Linked DNA regions of Mus musculus: regions 1 and 2 are each linked to region 3. Evidence: chromatin contacts called from public HiChIP or PLAC-seq data. All regions are on one chromosome and are shown on one strand. Each heading gives the region's core, a stretch centred on a gene start, on an enhancer-like site or on the middle of the called end of the contact. The rest is flanking DNA. Distances are from core to core; before and after follow the strand shown. Region 1 overlaps Entpd7 (ectonucleoside triphosphate diphosphohydrolase 7). Region 2 overlaps Entpd7 (ectonucleoside triphosphate diphosphohydrolase 7). Region 3 overlaps Gm34922 (a long non-coding RNA gene).

Region 1 (2,806 bases), core at 216-2,715, 100 kb after region 3:
ACTGGGATTTGTATGTGACTTCATTTTAGCTGGACTAGGAATTAAGTAGGAACAGCATTGGCTGTTTCAGAGTCTCTTAAATCGGTCTCTTAGTTTATGTTTTACCCTCCGTCTTTGCTGTGGGGAAGGTAGACTTCTGCCAAACTCGTGAAGATTTTGCTGGCATTATAAAAATTAGTATGTTCAAAAATGAGGACTAAGAACCAAGTTTTGGCACCTTTGACTAACAATACAGAATAACAAATATTTTTGTAAACCATGATTGCAAAACAATGATTGAAATCAAATACTTTTAGGTAATGGTCTGTATGGTGGGTGGCTCTGTCCTTGACCTTCACCCTCCTCCTAACTTGGATGTGATCGAACTGGAAAAGCTGTTGTACCCTGCGTGGGTTCCTGTCCATTCCAGGCTTTCTGTTTTGGTGGGAGGCTTGTTAAGGTTCTATTTTAAGCCAGCTTTGTCTTGTTTTATATCCCCATCGGCTGTCTTTGAAGGGTTTCATATTTCCCCTTGGCCTAGTAGTTCATTATTTTTGTTTGTTAATACTATCATTAGAAGGACAGAGGAGAACCACACACCAGCAGACCATTTTCATTTCTGGAAATCGGAGCAATAAAAAGACTTTTTTTATATTGTAAAATGGAATTATTGCTCATGCTATAAGGGCTTCCAGTTTTTCAAATATGAACCAGGCCATTGCTTCCATGGCATGAAAACTTGAGTTGAAAATGTTCTGAGTCATAGGCTGTTTAACCATGCCTGCATGTCAGACAAGCTTGAAGATGTGTCTATTCCTGAGCCTCTCCTTAAAGCAGGACAATTACTACCAGACCCCTGACTCCCACCCCCACCCCCAGGCTGCTAGTCCGTTTACTGTAACCAAACACTTGAGATCGTTTATACAGAGAACGGGTTGTTCTGGCTCACAGCTGTAGATGGTCAACTCAGTAGTCAAGTGTCCCTCTGCTCTGAGCCCGCAGTGAAGTGTACGTTGCAGCAGGCATGTGACGCAGAGTGGATGCTTAGCTCATGACCAGGATGCAAGAAAGGATGGAGTTGGGAGTCTCACTCATCCTCCAATGATGTGAAGACCTTCTAGGAAGCTTGGCCACGAGGGTCCCACCATTCCCAACGATGCCACCATGAGGACCAAGCCTTTAACAGATGGCCCTTGGAGGACATTCTCAATCTGAGCTACCGCACAGTTTGAAGGGGGTCCTGGTGAGTCCAGCCTGATTTCGGCTCTGCCCCTTTACTCAAGCCCGCCTCTGCCAGCAGGGATCCCGGGCCCTCCAACCGGTCAGGTTTCTGTTCAAGTTCTCCTTCCACGCTGTCCCACACTGTCCGTTTAGTTGAAGCTGGAGTATACACTACATCTCCTCCAGGATTTCTACCTTTAGCACGGTCTCTGCAGTGGCTACGGCTCCTTCCACTGTGACCCATGACCTTAAGGACAAAGGCTTTGGGACCGCCCTGCTTCCGGTGGCTGAGGCGGCTCTTTTTACATGCTTTACGTTAAGAATTTTGTCAGCCAGGCGGTGGAAAAACGAATTTTTGTGGAATTCTTAAATTTCATGGAATAGTTCTTAATATTCTGATAGATGTGGAGCTCTAGAAAATGTGCAGCGTCTTATGTGGCTCTGTGTGGCATATGCCCACATAGAACCCCCCATTCACCCCAAGACCAGGAGGGCTGCAGGTAAACTGCTATTCTAAACTCCTGATTATCAGAGCTGGTCTTTGCAACCAACTTCACTTCAGGCAGTCTCACTGACCCTGCCGCAGGAAACCAGATCTCAGTGCAGGTTAAAGACGCAAACCTGAGCCAGTGAGACAGCTCAGCGGTACAAAGCAATCGCCACACAAAGACAGAAGGAGAGAACCAACTCGCAGGAGTTGTCCCCTTTTCTCTGCATGCACGTGCATGTACAATGCATATCCCCTGTCATGTACATGCACACACAATAATAAGTAAATTCTTAGAAAAATTAAATGATGTCATAAGAGTTAATGGCCTAATCAATCCCAAACAAAAATCCTGGGTTAGCTGACTGAAAATACATGTTTTAATTACCTTTATTTATAAATTAAAAACAATTGACAGAATTGTGGACAGACTGTTGAAAACATTAAAAGAAATTATTTAATCCTTTAAGTGTGCAATGGATTTTTCTGAAATAGACATTTGGGGCATAAATCAATAATTGTATTAGGGTGTATTTAGGGTGTGTGTGTGTGTGTGTGTGTGTGTGTATGTATGTGTATATATATATATATATATATATATATACCATAAAGCAGTTAAACAGCTAAATATTGGATCTGTTCCGAACATGCTTAACTGTAGTACAAACAAACAAACAAACAAAAACCTGCAGCAAAATATCTGAGACTTGAGCTGACTCCAGTTGCCATGTGCTTGGGGTGACTATAAACCGGTTCCGAGTGGTCTCTGGCTGGACCCTCCAGCCCTGTGCTGATTGCTTCTAACTGAAGAGTGCGGATTTGGAGTTGGGAAGCAGAGGGTGTGCAAGCTGCCCTGGTCCCCTTCTTGGAAGGCTCCTGTCTAGCGGAGTTTCTACCCTGCTGACACAGGCCCAACAGGTTAAATGAGGCACGGTAGGTGCGGTAGCGATTCGGAGGGAATGGGAACAAGCTGGCAGAACTTCAACCCAGCCCAGTCCTGTTCAGAGGCCTTGTGATCGCTTAGGTCTAGGATGAGTCTTGTTCTGAGGTTGAGGGAACCTCTTTTGTGCAATAACACAAGCCCAGCAGGGCCTGGGACTTGAGGAGTGAAACACATGT
Region 2 (2,888 bases), core at 330-2,829, 80 kb after region 3:
TTGGATCACGTTTGAATTTGTTTGCACTTTGCCTACAAGCAGAAACTTTCTACTTCCCTCTTAGAATGGAAATACCCTTAACAATTGCACAAAGTTATTTACAGTGTTATATCTTTAAAAATTTTGAGATTATAATATTACAACATTTCTCCCTTCCCTTTCTTTTTTCCAAACCCATATCTATCTCCTTATTCTCCTTCAGATACATGGCCTCTTTTCTCCTTCACTGTTATTATATGTTTAATAATAATAATGTTTAATAATACTATACACACTGAGTGAGTAATTTTTAGGAATATCTATGTACATAAATAAATAGTATTATTTCGGCTGACCATTTGGCATCGGACAGCCAACTGGTGTTCTCTTCCCTGCGGAAGACCACCTTTCCTGCTCTCCATTTCCCTTGGTTGCCTGTACCCCTTTGTGTTGGGCTGAGACCTGTGGCCTTTTCCCTGTCCGCTTTGGCATGCTCATTGGTATTACCCCTGCTCAGTTCATGGTTTGGAAGTCATGTTGGTGAGACTCTTTTTTTTTCTTAACTGTAGGACATTTCAATATAAAAGTGCTTGGAAAGAAGCCGGGACAGAGAGTCTTCTCTGTAACCCAGGGCTCTGCTCTGTTCCGCAGCCAGTCTAACCAAACCAGAAGGTTCCAGGTTCACTGAAAAGACCCAGGCTAGTGTAGAGGGCTGGAGAGGTGGCTCACTGGTTAGGAGCACTTGTTGTTCTTGTTTAAGACCTGGGTTCTATTCCTGACACACACATAGTGGTTCACAGACATCTGTAACTTTAGCCCCAGGGGATCTGATGTCCTCTTCTGACTTCTACAGGCCCAAGCTTGCATGTGGTACATATATACGAGTAGGCAAACCACGCATAAAATGAGTAAATCTAATGTTTTTGGAAAGGAAGAGACTAGTTGAGAAAGACACCAGTGCCAACTCCTGGCTTACACACACACACACACACACACACTCGCACACACACACACACTCGCACACACACCCAGTACAAATCTGAGATGACTGCTGGTCTCATTTTTAACTAACATTTTCCTTGGACTCACATTATTATCCTTTGCTTTATTTATTTTTACTTTGTCTAATAATCCCAGGGAAGCATTTAAAATCTCAGAAGAAACAAAAGTACTACATAGGTACTAAGTTTCAAATGTCACACCCTTGAAATGAAAATTCTTACGAACTTTGGGTTTTGAACCTCATCTGGGTTTTTCAAATGATAAGGTTTTTATACAGAAAAAAGTCAACCCTTGAAACGTGGAAAAGGAGATTAAAAAGTTAATCGTTAGCTTACATAAAAGATTATGTCAAAGCCTGTGGGACTCCCATTATAGACTGTGTAGTCACGAGGCATTGTCTGTATTGTGTAAGCTCTGAGGGCGAGTTTGTGTTCTGTAATTGACGTCTTGCTATCACAGTGGTTAGGAATAATGTAGTTGTATTTTATGGACCGTGGATCTGTGATTTCCTGACTTACTCATCCTCTCCCAGAGGTATGAAGCCATGTGCTCCTCGCTCAACGCTGAGCTAGGCAGTATTTAAAGGGCGTTGCCTTTTGTATAGGAGCCTGCTCTTTGCATGCAGTTTGAACCTCTGAAGACAAACTAGGAACCAAAAGGGCGCAGAGTTAGACAAGGGCACGCGGTAGATGGAGCGGCATCATAACAAGACTAAACGGAAGGCGTTTGTGAGAAGAGGTTTTCATTTTGCTTAAGAGATGGGGACTCACTATGTTCCCCAGGCTAGCCCTCCGCTGCTGGGCTCAAGCACTCTTTCTACCCTAGCCTCAGGGGCCACCTTGGTGGCAGGTGAAAAGGTGGTTAATAATTAACTTGGGGATTTTTTTTTTTTCTTTTTCTTTTTTTCTCTTCCTCAGGCAACAGTTGGCTATCTTGGCAGATTTAGTGAAAGATTTGCCGTTGGAGTTTGACTTCCTCTTTTCACAGTCTCAGGCCGAAGTGATCTCTGGGAAACAGGAAGGTACTGAGCGGGGGGGCTGGGCGGGGTGGGGCAGGGCGGGGCTGGGCGGGGCTGGGCGGGGTGGGGCAGGGCGGGGCTGGGCGGGGCGGAGCTGGGGCTCCTCAGCAGGTGTTTGGGATTTCTCTGTGCACCTCAAGGATTGGCTTGGTTCAGCTGCATGGTCTTTTTTTTGTTTGTTTGTTTTGTTTTTTTTGAGACAGGGTTTCTCTGTATAGCCCTGGCTGTCCTGGAACTCACTCTGTAGACCAGGCTGGCCTCAAACTCAGAAATCCGCCTCCCTCTACCTCCCAAGTGCTGGGAGTAAAGGCGTGCGCCACCACTGCCCAGCTTGCATGGTCTTTTTGCACATTCTGCACGAGTGATCTGTTTCACATGGCTGCATCTAGAGGTCACACATATCTGGATTTAACAGTACTGAGCACCCTGCTTAGTATTTAATGATTCCAAACGGACCTTTGATTAGCTAGTTGCACTTTTGGAACAAACAGCCCTAGGAGTTATGGATAGTTTACATTTAAGTGTGAAACAAGTTATTACTTTAAGGTGTGGGGAGACCTTAACTCAAGGAGTGATCAGGCTGAGGTACTGTTGTTTTGGGTTTTCCTTTTATTGCAATTACTGTGCAGTTCTCTTTCTTCCTTAATACACCACTGTATTGATATTCTCATGTGGCCCAGACACACCCAAAGTAATAATTTGCTACCACTTCTTTTCTGTCTTTGAGACAGGGTCTCACTGTGTAGCCCAAGAACTTGCTGGCTGGCAATCCTCCTGTCTCCGCTACTTCTCTGAGATTACAGGCATGCACCACTGTGCCCAGTTAGCCCCAGTTTTTGAAAGAAGGTGACCTTGGGCCTGGGGAGATGGCTCAGTTGGTAAAGGACTT
Region 3 (2,976 bases), core at 63-2,562:
CTACCTCAGAAGTCCAAGGTGCTGGAGAAATTCGGTCAGCTACCGGATGTTTGTGGTTTTTACACTGTGACTAGTGAGTATGTGCACAGGCGAGGTCAGAACCTTAATGCAGGGCTGTTGGTAACTCAGAGGCCACCAGCTAACATCCAGTGACATAGCCATTGCTACTGGGAGGCTTCAGGCCATGATGTCTTCCGTTAGCATTGAAATAAGCATGGTAAGGTATTAGGTTGTTTTTCATTGGGGGGGAAATGTGACTCACTTATAAGTCAGTGAGAAACAGGTCCTCTCATGAAAATCCGTGGTGTGTTCACCGACCATGGTGGTTTGCATTTAGGCCCCTGTCTTGTGTGTCGGAAAGAAGGCTCCCCTGGGTCCTACCCTTTTTACCTTTTCAGAGGGTGATCACCACTCAGAGGTTCCACCGTGCTGAGGAAATGGAGGGAGCAAGGTTTCTTTAACATTGATGGCAAAGTAGTTTCTAATTTTAACGTTTAACTGGTTAAATATATTTAATTATATATAATTATTTATATTTAATTGTTATAGGTAACATTAAATTGCTTATATATTGTGGGAAATGTTGCATTTTAGGCTTGGAGGAATATATATAATCTTAGGTTTGTTAATTTGTTTATTTTGAAAGGAGAAACGTATTTTGATTCATAGTCTCAAACGCTCCCTCCGTAACTAGCTGTTTCCCTTGCTCTTTAGCCTATAGCAAGGGCAATATTATGGCAAAGGAACGCTTCTCCCTTCAGAGCAGTCAGGGATCAGAGAAAGAGGCAACCTTGAGTTAAGCAGCACTCTCTGAGGCGCAGGCAGCGTTTTCTAACAAGGCAAAGGAGGAAGGGCTGCGTGGATAGACAGACCCTCACCACCCTGCAGGATCAAAGGCTCCCAGAGAGAAACAGTGTAGACACAGAAAGGACAGACACTGCCTACACCCGAGCATCTCCAGTGCGGCCTCCAGACACCAATCAAGAGAGGGGTTAATGTAGGCTCCAGCAGACGCCAAATACTAACTACATGTGGCTTAGTGTTCCATACCTGCCCCACCTGACAGTGTTGGGCAGAACATGCTGAGGTATGGAAGCACTAAAAAAAGTTGATGTTCCCCCTGTGTTCCAGGAAGTACCACCAGCATGCAAATTTCCACAGAAAATCGAGAGAGAGAGAGAGAGAGAGAGAGAGAGAGAGAGAGAGAGAGAGAGAGAGAGAGAGAGCACTTCGAAGTCCTCTCCATTCCCACTCAAGATGAGTTAAAGCTGAGTCACTGCCCTTGGGTGGCGTCAGTGTTACAGAAAGTGACCACCAGGGGGCACACATTCACCACTAGAAAGCCTTGGGCACTGTTTCCCGTCCAGAAAACAAGCCAAGATGGAAGCCTCCTGCTGGCTGGGGAGGAACACAGGCTCTTCAGAAAGAAACACAAGGTTCTCCTTTGTATGCTTTACATCTAAAAGTTATTGTTGTTTCAAATATTGACGAAGGCTGCTGTGGGGAAGCAGGATTTGCCCATTTCTTTGATCTAACCCAGAGTGGCTGCCCATATCCCAAGCTGTATTCTCTGATTGCCTGTCTCAGTGTCCCAGATTCTCACTTGGTAAGCCTAAGGCCATTTAAGTCAACGGTTTCAGACTATACTCCTAAAATGTAGAGGAAGAAAGAACGAGAGAAAAAAAGACAGACAGACAGACTAAAGCTGCTTTCTGTGAGGAACTAATGCATGTTTTACCTTCTCAACCTCTGACTGACTGATGATGTTGGCCAAATCCCTGGCTGGCGTTTCAGATTTCCAGGGCTCCCTGCTCTTCACTTCCGGCTGCTGACATGGCTACAGTCCTGGTGTGGGCAGCAATCATGGTGAGGATCCTGTTAAAGCTGAAGATGGGGCTATCTCACACCAGTCAAGGGGTGTGTGTGGCAGATTAGGGAGGGTGAAAGCTGAGGCAGAGTGATTGCTGCAAGTTCAAGGCCAGTTTTGTCTAAATAAGTGAGACCAGGGGCTGGAGAGATCACATAGCAGTTAAGAGCACTGCTAACCAAGCAGGAGCATCTGAGTTCTAATCCCCAGGACCACAAATGAGTAGAGTCTGATCACATACAACATACATACATATATATATACACATATACACACATATATACATATACACACATATACACGCATATATACACATATTTCTTATACACAGACATGCACATATACATACACACATACACTATACACACATATACACACACACATATATATACATACATTCACATATACACACATACACATATACACACATATATACATATACACACATATTCACTTACACACAGACATGCACATATACACTATACACACCTACACACATACACACATATATATATATATACACATACATACACATATACACATAGATATACACATATACATACACTGATACACATGAATACATACACATTCATACACATACACACCACAAACACATACACAGACATACATATACATACATACCACATATACACACGCCACATACATATACACACATACATACACATTACAGACACCACATACACACACACACACACACACATACTAATTAATTAATTGGTTAAAAACAAACGTACCTCTTTAGTAAGTTAAACAAACAAATAATGAGGTCCTGTCTCAAAAGGAAGGTATGCAGAGACTGGGGTGCTCACGCTTAATACATTGTTGGTGGGACTGTAAAAAGATACAGCTACTAAGTTAACCAGTATGACGGATCCTTAAAAAGCTGAACTTAGAAATACCACGTGGCCCTGAAAATGTAGGTGTGCCATATTGCCAAAAGAGTCGAAAGCGGAGACTCAAGCAAATGTGTACACATATAACGTCATTACAACATCATTCAAAACAAGCAGGAGCAGGCCGATGCCCATCAAAGCATTAACAAGCCAAGCAAAGGGCAGTTATGTGCCCACGGTGGCAAATTACCCAGC

The links. HiChIP or PLAC-seq counts read pairs in DNA pulled down with a chosen protein or histone mark.
Region 1: an H3K27ac HiChIP or PLAC-seq map of embryonic stem cells shows a contact between it and region 3, with 6 read pairs. The contact joins two enhancer-like sites. A contact is called at or near these places in 2 of 39 promoter capture datasets (embryonic stem cells and trophoblast stem cells), 1 of 15 datasets of contacts at CTCF or cohesin (pro-B cells), 1 of 484 Hi-C or Micro-C datasets (embryonic stem cells), 1 of 115 datasets of contacts at active chromatin or transcription factors (embryonic stem cells) and 2 of 9 other capture datasets (adipose tissue and liver).
Region 2: an HNF4G HiChIP or PLAC-seq map of pancreatic cancer cells shows a contact between it and region 3. The contact joins two enhancer-like sites. A contact is called at or near these places in 4 of 484 Hi-C or Micro-C datasets (the G1E-ER4 cell line, the HL-1 cell line and embryonic stem cells), 3 of 115 datasets of contacts at active chromatin or transcription factors (double positive thymocytes, embryonic stem cells and pancreatic cancer cells) and 2 of 9 other capture datasets (adipose tissue and liver).

What each region holds. Positions count from the first base shown.
Region 1 is chr19:43,733,061-43,735,866 of GRCm38.p6, forward strand. Entpd7 (ectonucleoside triphosphate diphosphohydrolase 7) reads left to right here. Exons shown (of 13, transcript NM_053103.5): 13 at 1-793. It overlaps Cox15 (cytochrome c oxidase assembly protein 15), which reads right to left. Exons shown (of 9, transcript NM_144874.4): 9 at 194-2,806. Among named protein-coding and RNA genes, the nearest start is that of Cox15, 19 kb to the right of the region's middle. Within about 2 kb of position 1,466, at least 4 of the 459 cell types and tissues checked have an H3K27ac peak or open chromatin away from gene starts, as enhancers often do. A contact at or near this core is called in embryonic stem cells, where this site is marked.
Region 2 is chr19:43,709,837-43,712,724 of GRCm38.p6, forward strand. Entpd7 (ectonucleoside triphosphate diphosphohydrolase 7) reads left to right here. Exons shown (of 13, transcript NM_053103.5): 6 at 1,899-2,002. Among named protein-coding and RNA genes, the nearest start is that of Entpd7, 22 kb to the left of the region's middle. Within about 2 kb of position 1,580, at least 125 of the 459 cell types and tissues checked have an H3K27ac peak or open chromatin away from gene starts, as enhancers often do. A contact at or near this core is called in the G1E-ER4 cell line and pancreatic cancer cells, where this site is marked.
Region 3 is chr19:43,629,744-43,632,719 of GRCm38.p6, forward strand. The region is part of intron 1 of Gm34922 (a long non-coding RNA gene); the gene reads left to right. Among named protein-coding and RNA genes, the nearest start is that of Gm4311, 11 kb to the right of the region's middle. Within about 2 kb of position 1,313, at least 50 of the 459 cell types and tissues checked have an H3K27ac peak or open chromatin away from gene starts, as enhancers often do. A contact at or near this core is called in the G1E-ER4 cell line, embryonic stem cells and pancreatic cancer cells, where this site is marked.